Linked DNA regions of Mus musculus: region 2 is linked to region 1. A link is a contact called in public HiChIP or PLAC-seq data. All regions are on one chromosome and are shown on one strand. Each heading gives the region's core, a stretch centred on a gene start, on an enhancer-like site or on the middle of the called end of the contact. The rest is flanking DNA. Distances are from core to core; before and after follow the strand shown.

Region 1 (6,724 bases), core at 3,296-5,795:
GCTAGTGGTCAAATGCCAGACTGAAAGTGCATGTGGGGGCTGGAGAGATGGCTCAGTGATTAAGAACACTGGCTGTTCTTCCACAGGTTCAATTCCCAGCACCCACACGGCCGCTCACAGCTATTGATAACTCCAGTTGTAGGGAAGCTGGGAGCTCTCCTTTGCCCTCAGCTAGTACTATGCGCATTTGAAACACATAGATACATACATGCAGGCAAAAACACCCATACACGTGAAAAAAATGAAATTATTAAAATAATAAACTAAATACTATCTTTGCCTACATAATTCCAGCATGTAGGGAGGGGAGGAAGACAAGAAAGCCAGAGGAACAAGAGGGGTAGGTGCTAGAGCAGAGCCCTAGGCAGGGGCCATTGTGGGCTCTGAGTGTGAAAAGTCCTGTATGGGCTCGCTGGCAGCACTGTCTTACAGTCTGGGGAAATCTGTAAGAGGCTGAGCCTTGCCGTTCCTAGTCCTGGCCACTTTGTCTCCTGAGTGCAGATAAGGCAGTGTTATACCCTGAGGGGAGCTCTCACCCTCAGGCCTTTCCAGCTGCCACAGCCTGAATCCCTTTAAAGCTGTGATGAGCCCATCACAACCATTCTTCCCTTTTGTGTTCTGACAGTTTCCGCAAGCTTCTGTAAGGCCATTTCAAGTATACATCTGTGTGCTAATGCTGTGGGTATATCTATCCTCTCTATAGATGTACTATATAGCACATATCATAAACTACTTAAAATGAGAAAGAGGAAGGAACCCAAGGGAAGTGTTCCTAGTTAAGGGCACATATGACTTTAGTCTGCCTTTTCTTCTACTTACAGAACAGCTGTGAGCTTGTGTTCCTCCTGAGTGGTGATGAGAGCCACATACACTCTGCAGGTGGCGAGAAATGGAGGACACTGTGACATGCAGGAGAAATCATGGCTTGCGATCTCCTCATGCAAAGTTTGCAGTGAAGACAAAAGTTAAGAGCACAGAAAAGAACCAATCATCTTCCACATCCTGTCAGCTTATAGTCACTCAACAGGTCACGTTTTAAACGAAGTTCCGCCATAGTGGCATGGTCTTCACTGGTCTCGTAAGACAGGCCACTGGCTGGAAGCCTCGACTTATTCCAGGGAAAATGGCATTCTCCACATCCCCCCCATTGAAGAAACTATTGTCAGGCCTCATGATGCACACTTTAATCCCATACTCAGAAGCAGAGGCAGCTGGATCTTCGTGAGTTCGAGGCCAGCCAGGACTCCATACTGAGATCCTGTCTCAAGACCCAAAACCAAACCAAACCAAACCAAGAAACCATTGGTATGTGGGAATAGAAGTGCTGCTGTGTCTGTGCAGGTGACAGGCAGCTGTGACTAAGGATGAGTGCCCATCAGTTAAATCTGCAGGGGCACAGTGCTCAGGAAACAGATCTTACAAACAGGACTGGGTAGTAGATGAGGCACCGGGGACTCGCATGTAAGTTACCCACCATGTGCAGGCTGGTTTCGTCTTGGTGATGGAACTACTGGCCAGACTACACGGTGAGAGCTGAGGGTACTAACTGCAAACTTTCTTGCTCTCACTTCACACTCCCATTCTGCCTGCGATACAACTACTAACTGTCACTCTCCTCTCCTTGCCGGGGAACCCTGACGTCATGGGGACCAGTGTAGCGGCTCCAGCATCAGCTACCTTGTTATGAGACACATGGGTGAATGGCTGTGTGGAATGTTCAGGAAAGCTCTTTAAAACAAGCTAACTCAAGTTGGGTGGTGGTGGCTCAAGCCTTTAGTCCGAGGAGGCAGAAGCAGAGGCAGGTAAATCTTTGGTTCAAGGCCAGCCTGGTCTACAGAGTGAGTTCCAGGACAGCCAGGGCTACACAGAGGAACCCTGTCTCAAAAAACAAATAAATGCTGGGCAGTGGTGGCACACGCCTTTAATCCCAGCACTTGGGAGGCAGAGGCAGGTGGATTTCTGAGTTCGAGCCCAGCCTGGTCTACAGAATTCCAGGACATCCAGGGCTACACAGAGAAATCCTGTCTCGAAAAACTCAAAACAAAACAAATAACAACAAAACCAATAAAAATTGTAAGCCTCAGCGTAACAGACACAAACAACTGGACTGAAAGGAGAAGCGCTAAAGTTGGTTACCCAGCATTAGCTCTCGAGAAACATCAACCATTTTCTTACCTATGGTTACATCTCCTCTGATTTCGCTTTCTACACACACTACTGCTCCGGGAGCAATCTTCACACTGTAGGAAGAAAGAGAACACTCATCCTGAGTAACACTGAAAGTATGGACGGTGGGTGAGAGGGCTCCATGGATAAAGCCCTGCTGTGTTAAGCCCAGTGACCCATTCAGAGCCTTGGAACCCATGGAAATAAAATTAAAATGTAAATATGTTACAGAAGGTATGCTGGGGCCAGCCAGATGGCTCAGTGGAGAAAGGGGCTGATAAAGGAAGGTGCTTGCTGCCAAGTCTGCCCACCTGAGTTCAATCCCTGGGTCTTACACGGTGGAAGGAGAGAATCAATTTCCATAAGTGTCCATAAGTATCCATAAGTATACTACTGCATGTGTGTACTCTCACGCATATAAACACATTCAATTATCCATCAATCAATCAATGTGAAGGGATTCCTTTTCTGTTGTGGAAATGAAACACCGTAACCAGAGCAATTTGTAGAAGGCAACAATTTATTGTGGCTTAAGATTCCAGAGGGATAAGAGTCCATCATTGTGAGGAGCCAGGCAGCAGGTGGCAGAAAACCAGGAAGCTGAGACACCACAGCTTGAAACACACATGCATGTGCAAGCAAGAACAAACATACACACACATACACATGCACTCACAAGTGCGAGTGTGCATGAGCATCTTTCTAAACAGCACCATCAACTGGGGTCTAAGTACTCAAACACATGAGCCTATAGGAGACTGTGTCATTCACACCACCAAAAAATAATATGAAAAAAAGTTTTTAATACAGCTATGCTGACTCTGTAGCTAAGAAAAAGGTTTTAAGAGATTCATGGAAAAATAGCAAGTCAGTGGTAAGAATGTTTAATGTATTATGAACTTCTTAAGTGGCACACAGCCTATTAGGCCAAAATCACATATACTTTTAAATGCTTAACAAAACAGCTTTGGATTTTATTTCTTAACAGTATTCTAACTGTTCTGTCTTGCTTTCTGTCGCTGTGATAAAGACCATGACCAAATGCAGCGTGGGGAGGAGACGGTTTATTCGCCTTACACTTCCTGCTCACCATGCCCAGGGAGCTCAGGGCAGGAACTATGACTGCTTACTGGCCCACTTGCTAAGTAGCTTTCTTAAATGGCCCAGGCCTACCCGACTGGAGATGGCTCTGCCCACAGTGGGATGGGCCTTCCCATCTCAATCACAGATCAAGACACTCACCCCGACATGGACGATCCTTCAATTGAGGTTCCCTCTTCCCAGATGACTCTAAGTTGTTTCAAGCTGACAGTTAGAACTCATCAGGACACTAACCCTAGAATTTCTACAGACCATCAAATGATAATGCATACCACAAAGTTCTTAGAGCAAAGTTTATTCCTGGGGCGTCACTGTTCTGACACCAGTATTCTCGATTCTGAGCCGAAAGTTGCCCAGAAACACCCTGTCTCTCTAGATCTTTGTCCTGTGATAACTGAATGCTTGCTTCCGGGGCGATCCACGCCCTCTTCTGGCTTGAGAGACAACATTCACACGCACACACCTTAACACCGATACATGCATATACATACAGCTGTATATGTATATGTATATCTCAAGACATTAATCCCAGGACAAAGGAGGCAACGGCAAATGAATCCCTATGCTTTTCTGTTATCCATGCGGTCTCTTTCCACCAACGGCTCTCACTGGTGAAGACTGTGACAGGAAAAGCCATAGTTGCCGGCCCTGGGCTCTCAGGCACTGACATAAGGATGACAGCATCAGTGTCTTCTTCCAGGCCTCCCTCTTCCTGATCAGAGGCAGGGCCGACGGTGCAGCCACCGCTGAGCAGCCTTCTCGCCCGCACAACCTCCCTCAGCCTCCCTGAGTCCCCCACGCAGCCCCAATGGAGTCTGCGCAGGCGTGCTGGGATGGGTGGGGGTCACGGAACAAACCCTCTCCGCCCCCACACCCCACGGACGCCAGGTATGGGATTATGGAGCCATCCACCTATACACCGTCTCAGTGCCCCCACGCCGCGACCAGAAACGGGTTCTGCCCCTGCGGAGGTGTTAACACGTACCTCTTTTGCGTCTTCTCCGCCATCGTCAAGCCCGGGTCTCAGGAAGAGCTGAGATCGATTTTTGCAGCCTGGCTAGAGCGATGATCTCTGCATGGGATTGCAGAGCCTGGCACGGCCTGGGAGAGGCGGGGCCTGAGAGACCCGCCTTCTGCTTTCCAGGTTCGCGCTTGCGTGCTGAGGATGGTTTGCTTTTCGGGGTTGGCTTGGCTTGCTTCGCTTCTGCCTCCTGGAAAGTCGTTTTTTCCACTTGACAGTGTTTACCAAGTCTATCCTAACCCCATCAGCCCTGATCCTTATCGTTAAGTTCACTCTACGTTTAACTTCCTCCCTAAGCCTGTCAAAATCTCTTTTGAACATCAAATCCAGTTTTTAAACGTCTCTTTACAAGCGCGCGCGTGCGCGCGTATGCGTGTGTATGTGTGTGTGCTTGGCTCTTCTGAGGCTTTGTCATCTCACGCTATTAAACTTTGAAGAAACCAAGCTGTCTTTCCATCTCCCAACTACTGCTACGTAGGACCCAGGTGGCATAATAAGGATTCATTCTGAGAAGCAAAACCAGCAGGAGATATGAATTACGAGGGTTTTGTTAGGAATTAGTTAGGGATCTGCTGTGCAAGTTCGAAACCCGTAGATCAAGCTGGGACTTTTTCATTTGGAAGGCCAAGCTGCTACCCACAGGTGGAATTTCTTCTTTTCAGGGGGGAAGTTTCAGTGTTGCTCTGAACCCTTTAAACTGATTGAATCTGGCCCACTCCTGGTTATCCGGGACAATCTGTTTCTTAATTAAGCAATTTCTAGTCACACCAAGAAATATCTTAAAGGGGGTGTGTTGGGGCTGTTGGCTCAGTTGGTACAGTGCTTGCTTAGCATGCATGAAGTCCAGAGTTCATTCCAGAGAGTCACACGAAACTGGCCATGGCAGAACCCACCCATAAACCCAGCCCAGGAAGGATCACAAATTCAAGGTCACCCTTGGTTACTCAGAGTTATGGCTCCTGCCATTTTCCTGGTTTTTATAGTGGTTGTTGTATTGTTTTAACAGTTTTTCTAGTGTGGTTTATTCTTTTTTATGATTTCTCAGAGGGACTTGTTTCTCTCTTCAATCTGAAAGATTCCTTCAGGTCTTCTGTAGACCTGGCTTAGTGGTAATGTGTTCTTTGAGTCTGGTTTTGTTTGTTTGTTTGTTTGTTTGTTTTTGGTTTTTGAGACAGGGTTTCTCTGTATAGCCCTGGCTATCCTGGAACTAACTCTGTAGACCAGGCTGGTCTCGAACTCAGAAATCTACCTGTCTCTGCCTCCGGAGTGCTGGGATCAAAGGCGTGCGCCACCACTGCCCAGCTTTGAGTCTGTTTTTGCAGTAGAAAGTGTTTATTTTTCCTTTAGCTAGAACACGTAGGTTTAGTGGGTGCAGTACCAGAGTACTTTCAGACTTTGAAATACATCATTGTGAGCTCTTGCAAGACGTTTAAAGTTTCAGCTGAACAGCCTACCTTCATTCAGAGGGACACACCTGTTCAGGTGATGTGGTGTGGTGATGCTCTCTTGCACTTTAAATACACTTTTTTTTTTCTTTTATGGTCCTCCATGTTAGTGTTTTAAATACAGTATGACAGGGGAGGTTCTTTTCTGGTCTTCCTGTCTAGTGCTTCCTGTATCTACTTCCTCAATCTCCCTAAACCTGTGGGGGCCTTTCCTGTCACAATTCTTTTGAAACTGTGTTCTAAGCCTTTAGGATAAGATTCTTCACTTCATATGTCTGTAGCCCACAGAGTTTGTCTTAGACTTTAGAGTAGATCTTGGAACTCCCATTTATACTTTTTTTTTTCTTTTCTTCTTATTTTTTAAAAGGTTTATTTATTTTATGTATGCGAGTATATTGTCACTCTCTTCAGACACACCAGAAGAGGGCATCAGATCTCATTACAGATGGTTGGGAGCCACTATGTGGTTGCTGGGAATTGAACTCATGACCTCTAGAAGAGCAGTCAGTGCCTGTCTTCACCTCTGAGCCATCTCTTCACCGTTGTCCTTGCTGAATTGCTCTAGTTCCTGCAGGTGTCTCTAAGATCAAACATTCTGTCCTCTCCTTGGTCTGTCCTGTCTCTGAGGTTTCCCACGGGGCTATTTGTGTTGGTGTTTTTGTTGTTTTGAGACAAGAGCCTCACTATGCATCCCTGGCTGGCCTGGAATTGGCAGTGTAGACCAGGCTGGCCTGGAACTCACAGAGACAGAACACACCTTTAGAAAGAAAAGGGTTATTTTGGCTTACGGATCCAGAAAAATAAGAGTATGTGACTGCAGAGGTGATGCAGGGCAGCAATTGGCGGACACACGGGCAGGAACAGGAAGTTAAGAGCTCACAACTGGAACCACAAGCACAGAACAGAAAAAGCAAGGAATGTGGCAAAGCCTACCTTCTGTGACACCTTCCACCATTAAGGCCACACCTTCCACCGTTAAGGCCACACCTCC
Region 2 (5,995 bases), core at 136-2,635, 1.3 Mb after region 1:
TGTGAACTGTTTGTGTTTGAAGAGAGTCATAGCTCTCATGTCTCCTGGAGCCTCCACTTCAGTGCCTTGTCTGAGGCTTTCAAATAGCAAGACTGGCATCTCCTCGAGTCCTCCAGACTGTGCTTAGATATATATTCATATTCAGGATGCTTTATGAACCCCCAAGGACATTGATCGGGTGTTTTTATTTATGGTGTGTATTATAAAAAGATAGGGGAGAAAAACCTCACGTTTTTCTATGTTATTTTAAATGTTTGTCAACTCTGAGGTATCAGATGAAGTTTTCTTAACCATATTGGAGTGCAATGCGCTTTCATACGCTAGCGTGAGACTCCTGGAGTTCTTACCCTTGGGTGAACCCCCAAACCCTGTGATTTTTCTCTAGGGCAAATTAGAATTATAGGGGAGATTTTTTTAAATGCGAGTTTGTAGAATTAGGGGTGTTGTTTTGTTTTGGAAGTTTGATAAAAGATGCCTGTTTCATTTCCTTACTGAAGTGATGTTTCCCTGAGACAAGACAGAAAGGAGCAGAGTCTCATGGTTTCGGAGGTGGGGGCCACTGGACGTAGCCCTGTGCCCTCTGGCTTTATAAGTTAGCATCAGGCAGACATCAAATGTTTTTAATCCTAGCATGTGTGGTTTATTTTTTATCTTAACTTTTTCACTTTTGAAGATTCAAATGTTTTGACTTTTTAAATGTTATTTTCTATGATTTCTTATTCCTAAAACTGGTACTAGTCTGTAATCTGTGCTTTGTATATTGTGCCTCTCCCAGATGGGTGGCGATCTGGGATTGCATGCTGATTATCTGTGAGGAAATCATCTTTGTGCCATGAGGCTGAAGCTGGGGCCAGGAGTTTGTGTTTTATCTAAGCAGGCCATGTATCTCCTAGATGGGTGTACTTTAAATGTTCCGGATTTGTTGACCAGAGCAGCTAGGTTGAAATTGGATAGAAAGCAAAACTGCTCTCTATGGGTCATGCATTGTGTGTTAAGAAGGAAGGCAGCCAAGGGCACTGTTTCTTACATAGATGCAGACTAAAGATCATAAAATGGCTGGGGGCGGGGGCGAGGTACGGAATGGAATCTGTTCAGTGGTATGGATGATCTTCAGACATTCCGAGTCAAAATATAAAATATGGTAATTCCATGTTATATGTCCCTCCTAAAGCAGACATACCCTCACCCCCTTTTGCCCAGATTTGCCCCAGCTTTCTTGCTCACGAGCACTGCTTGAAAGCCCCCCAGCCAGCACACCTGGGGTGCACACCCACTGCTCAGCTCCAGGGGCATGTTGTGCCTTTGCCTGCTCACCAGGACCCTTCCCTTGAAGCAGTCCGTGGGCTGTGCTTGACTTCCTTATCAAGGCTGTCACTCAGAGACAGAAGAGTCTTCCTTCTGCTTTCTGCCTCCAATACAGCCCTCCTTCTTTTGACCCAGTCTGTCCCATGACTCTGAGATAGCCTCGGGAGCTGCATTTAGAAACTCTATGCATTGTTCAGAGTTCACCACTGTAGACAAATTTACGCAGCTCAGAAGACGACAGGCCCCTTGCTTGAAGATCCCACGGCAAGTTTGACCTGGAGGTCTGTCTTCATGCAGTTCTTGGCTAGGATGATGGATGGATCCTAATCCCCAGACATTGTGATCCAGGAAGGGAAGGCAACCCCATTCTTTGTTCCATATTTATTTCCCCAAATTCCCTGGGGTGCTTTGGCAAAATGGGTACAATAAATAAGCTAGACCATAAGACATGTTTCTTGTAAGAAGCCGTTTGAGTGTTGTAAGAATATTTTCTCTAGAAAGCTAGGAAGGCATAATGGAAGTCTGTAGTTCTGCAGAAACTAAAGCAACTTGAGTCAATGGTGGGAGTTATTTTATCCCTGAGATGTAAGCTTGGTGGCTCCTGATTCTGGGAAATCTGCACTCAGCCGCATCTCCTGGCATGATCACAGAAACTGCAGATAAGATGTTCCCGAAATTCTGGGATCTTACCTCTAACGGGATCGTCCAGAGTCACTCAAAGACATTTCTCTTGCTGAGGTTCTGTGAGATGCCTCCAGCTCCATCAGCAAAGCTGTGAGTGTTTCCACGGTTTTGCTGCAGTTCCCAGAGGCCCCTGGGGCACGTGGACTTCTAGAGTGCACACGTGATGATGTTACACTTTTGCTTTAATGTGAACATTCAACTGACGGGCTTGTCGTCATTGTATGCCTACATGTGCCTTGTTCAGAAACTTCTGCATGTTTGTAAGACATATTTTTGTATACATTGGTAGAGGGGAAATGCACTTTAAAAAAAATCACAAGAATGGATGTGTGTGTGTGTGTGTGTGTGTGTGTGTGTGTGTGTGTGTGTGTGTGTGTGTGTGTGGTGGAAGAGAATGATTTCTTTGTATCTCAAAAGCAAAAACGTAATAAATATAGAAAGAAAAGAAAATGAAAACTATTCCTTCTATTTTTAGCGTTGGAAGAAGGGGAAGCATATTTTAAGTCAATGATTTTTTTTTTCTATACATGTCTTTGTATTTTTTAAGGTACAGGTTGTATTCAGTGGATATGAAAAGCTGGAAGGCTTGCAGGGTGGGGAGGGGACCAGTGCTTTAAGCTATCTGGCAGTGAAGGCAGGTGATGGAGCCTTCACCTAGAACCAGAGAGGAGGGACAGAGGTGATTATTGTCCTCTATGGATCCTAGTCATCCAAGTTCCCGACTCTTGCTTCTTCCCTCCCTCTCGGAAGGTAGAGCAGACAAGCGTGTGGATTCAGACAGTCCTGGGTAAACTATCTATGGCGCTCTCAGCTTTGAACTTCTCCATCACAAAGACTCGGTAACCAGGAAAAGAAACCATCTGCTGGTGTGGCCTATCCTCCACCATTGAATGCAGATGTGTACCCTGCGTGAGATTTTCAGAAGTTCAAAAAAACAAAGGGACGCTACCCACCACCCCAACCCCTGGCCCTGATTATTTAAAGGCCAAGGTTTTTGCTATAGGCTCCGAGTCAATGAGGCAGAGCCTTGGCGTCCCTACACAGCTATCCCTTTGCTATGTTCCTACCCACAACCTCCCAGCAAGGCTCCTCCAGTTCCATCAACTTGTAGACCTAGCCTCCTGATCCCTGGCTATCCGAATCCTCTGGAAAGAAGCGACTGTGCCCAGGTTTCTGCAATGTAACGAACTGGAACCGGAAGAGCTCACTGACAGAACTGTGCGGTTCCATTCAACTCTGGTGCACTCATCCTGGCATTCGCCACATTAAAACAATTCCAGAACTTAAAAACAAAGCAAGCAAGCAAACAAAACAAACAAACAAAAACAAAAAAAGACCAAAAAACAAAAAAACAAAAAAAAAAGGAGAGGGAGGTTTGCAGGGGAAGGGGGAGTGGGAGGGGTGAAGTGTCTGCAGCCTGCAGCCTCCCCCTGGGAAAACCCAAGCAGCAGAGCTGTGGAATGGTAGCAGGAGCAAGAGTTGTGCAGTTAGTATGTAGATTCAGCCATGCGCTCCATCTATAGATCCTGTGGCTTGAATGTGAAATGTCTCTCAGACTGGTCTCAAGTTAGCCTTGCTATTTTGGGAGATGGTAGGAAATTTAAGAGGTGGGGCTTGGTTGGAGAATGTAAATCACAAGAGGGGAAGGGCGCCTTTGGGCACACCTCTTGCCTTGCATCTCTTCCTGTCTCCCTCTTTTTCTGCTGCCCTGAAGTAAACTACTTGGGACCCCCACATTAGTTCTGCTGTGATGTTCTGCCTCACCAAAGGACCGTAGCATTCGTTTCAACTGACCATGACCCAAACCAGGTCCCAAAATAAATCTTCCTTCCAAGTTACTCTCTCAGACATTTGTCACAGTGGTTTGAAACTGATACACTAGCTTTCTAAAAAAAAAAAAAAAAAAAAAAATCTAAACACTGCCCACAGTTGACCACTGTAGAAATGGAAAGAAAAGCAATGTTGCTTTTTATGAATATGAAATTCAGTAGAGTTTTAGAATCATTAAATGTGCATCTTTCAACTAGTTTCTAAGGTGACTGGGATAAAAACAAAGTAAAAGAGAAATAATGTCCCCAGAATTGTAAGTGCCCAACTCTGTACCATCAATAGGATGGTGACTGCTCAGTTGCTTTTTGCAAAGCATGTCTTGATGGTTTGCAACCACTCTTGTGTGCACACATTCCCTCAGAGTTTTCCAGAAGATCCAGGAGCCAGAGAAAGACCTTGCAAATCAGAGCTTTGAATTCTATTGTTTTTTGTTTTGTTTTTAGATAGTCTTTCTATGTGGCTCTAGGTGTCCTGGGATTCACTGTGTAGACCAGGATGGCCTGGAGTTTAGAGATCTGCTTGCCTCTGCCTCTCAAGCGCTATGATTCTGAGTTCTATTCTGATCTCAGCCAATGACTTCCCAGGCCTCCTGGACCTACCTGGTCATCTTGCCCTCCTGAAGTATACACAGATAACTGAATGAGAACAAAGGAGCTAGGAGACAGAGTGGGGGCTTGAGTACTTCTGAGATTAGCCAACATGTTCACTTTTTCAAAGACTTCTGAATACAAAGACCTGTAAGAAGGGCTGTGAGTCACAGAGTAAATGGCACTCTTGAACACAGTTGGACTTTCTAAACCCGTTACAGTGCAAGCTACACAGAAGAGCAGAGACCACAGTCTAGAGCAGTGATTCTCAACCCTCCTAACACTGCAACCCTTTAATACAGTTCCTCGCCACCTTGCAGTTGAAGGGCCCTTTAACAGGCCTGAGCATGGCAAACATGGCACCAGCAGATCTTCCCTTCCCCATTCTCTCTTCCTTGTTAAACCATTAGATTACATTCCCCAAGGTCTATCCACTTACTTGGCCACTGACTCATTCCCATTTCTCATCACGAAGTCCAACTATGAAAACACCAAAGATCTAGGAATCAACATTCATTATTTTCCTTCACTGGCTAACCTGTCCAGTCAGGATTCACCAATTCAACTTAACACAGACATCCCCCCCCCCTTTTTCTCCTTAAAGATCCACTCCTGCAAAAACTCCTACATCTCTGTCTTTGTCCTATCCAGAGGCAACACCCCCACCTACTCAAGTCCTTCTTGGTGTCTGGGTGTGTTCTGTGCAGACTTCAAGAGGGGTCCCTTACAGTGTTAACCCCCAACCATAAAGTTATTTTCTTTGCTACTTCATAACTGTCATTTTGCTACTGTTAGGAATCATAAGGTAACTATCTGATATTTCCAATAGTCTATGGAGACCCCTGTGACAAGGTCATTCAACCCTCAAAGGGGTCACAACATGCTGGTTGAAAACCTCTGGCCTATAGGGAAAGAAATGAAAGCTCTGAGGGTCTCCCTCATTTCTCAGGGCCCATTAGGAAGAAGACGTGCTAATCTGTTTGTTTTTGCTTTCTCCAATTCTCCTGAAATAGTCAGTTGCACAGAACTGAAGGAAAACTGAGACTACGGAGAACAGGGCTTCGTGATGGAGACACTCAGTTTCCAGGGTGGGAGGAAGCAGGGTCATCCCTTCCAAGGGCTTCATCCACTCCTGCTGGGACCACAGACGGGTAAGCATAAGAGATAGAAGGAGATGAGTGTGTCTTTGATGGCTTTATGGGACATCAGGCTGTGACAGAAACAACCAATGAAGGCCCGTGGTTACCAAGGTTCCAAGAGGGAAGTGGGATTCTGGGCCTTCATAACTCGCACCATACTTTCCAAAATTTTTGTTGTAGTGTAAGATAGGAATGTTTTGGCTACACGTCATTTGTTTTTCCTGTCACCTTCCTTGGAGCAGGAGAGCAAGGGAAGCTCAGTGGACATCTCACACGGTCCCCAGGGATCATCTGGCAAGTCCCCTGCTCACCGACATTGATATGCCTCTCTCTGGCTGGGCCTTAGATTTGACAGAAATTGGATAGGAACACAGACTTTTTCCCTTGGGGGCCCAAAGTATCAGTCATGATCTCAGATTTTAGCTGTCTATCCAAAGTTCTAAGACCTGG

What was found. HiChIP or PLAC-seq counts read pairs in DNA pulled down with a chosen protein or histone mark.
Region 2: an H3K4me3 HiChIP or PLAC-seq map of bone marrow-derived macrophages shows a contact between it and region 1, with 4 times the contacts expected there. The contact joins the enhancer-like site here to the promoter of Dctn6 in region 1. A contact is called at or near these places in 3 of 39 promoter capture datasets (embryonic stem cells, liver and neutrophils), 6 of 115 datasets of contacts at active chromatin or transcription factors (bone marrow-derived macrophages, embryonic hindbrain, embryonic stem cells and 3 more) and 2 of 9 other capture datasets (adipose tissue and liver).

Annotation. Positions count from the first base shown.
Region 1 is chr8:34,104,167-34,110,890 of GRCm38.p6, forward strand. Dctn6 (dynactin 6) reads right to left here and starts at 4,546. Exons shown (of 7, transcript NM_011722.4): 1 at 4,253-4,546; 2 at 2,176-2,240. The coding sequence starts at 4,275. It also overlaps a transcript of Mboat4 not described here.
Region 2 is chr8:35,385,701-35,391,695 of GRCm38.p6, forward strand. Ppp1r3b (protein phosphatase 1, regulatory subunit 3B) reads left to right here. Exons shown (of 2, transcript NM_001364452.1): 2 at 1-2,439. Among named protein-coding and RNA genes, the nearest start is that of Ppp1r3b, 12 kb to the left of the region's middle. Within about 2 kb of position 1,386, at least 10 of the 459 cell types and tissues checked have an H3K27ac peak or open chromatin away from gene starts, as enhancers often do. A contact at or near this core is called in bone marrow-derived macrophages and microglia, where this site is marked.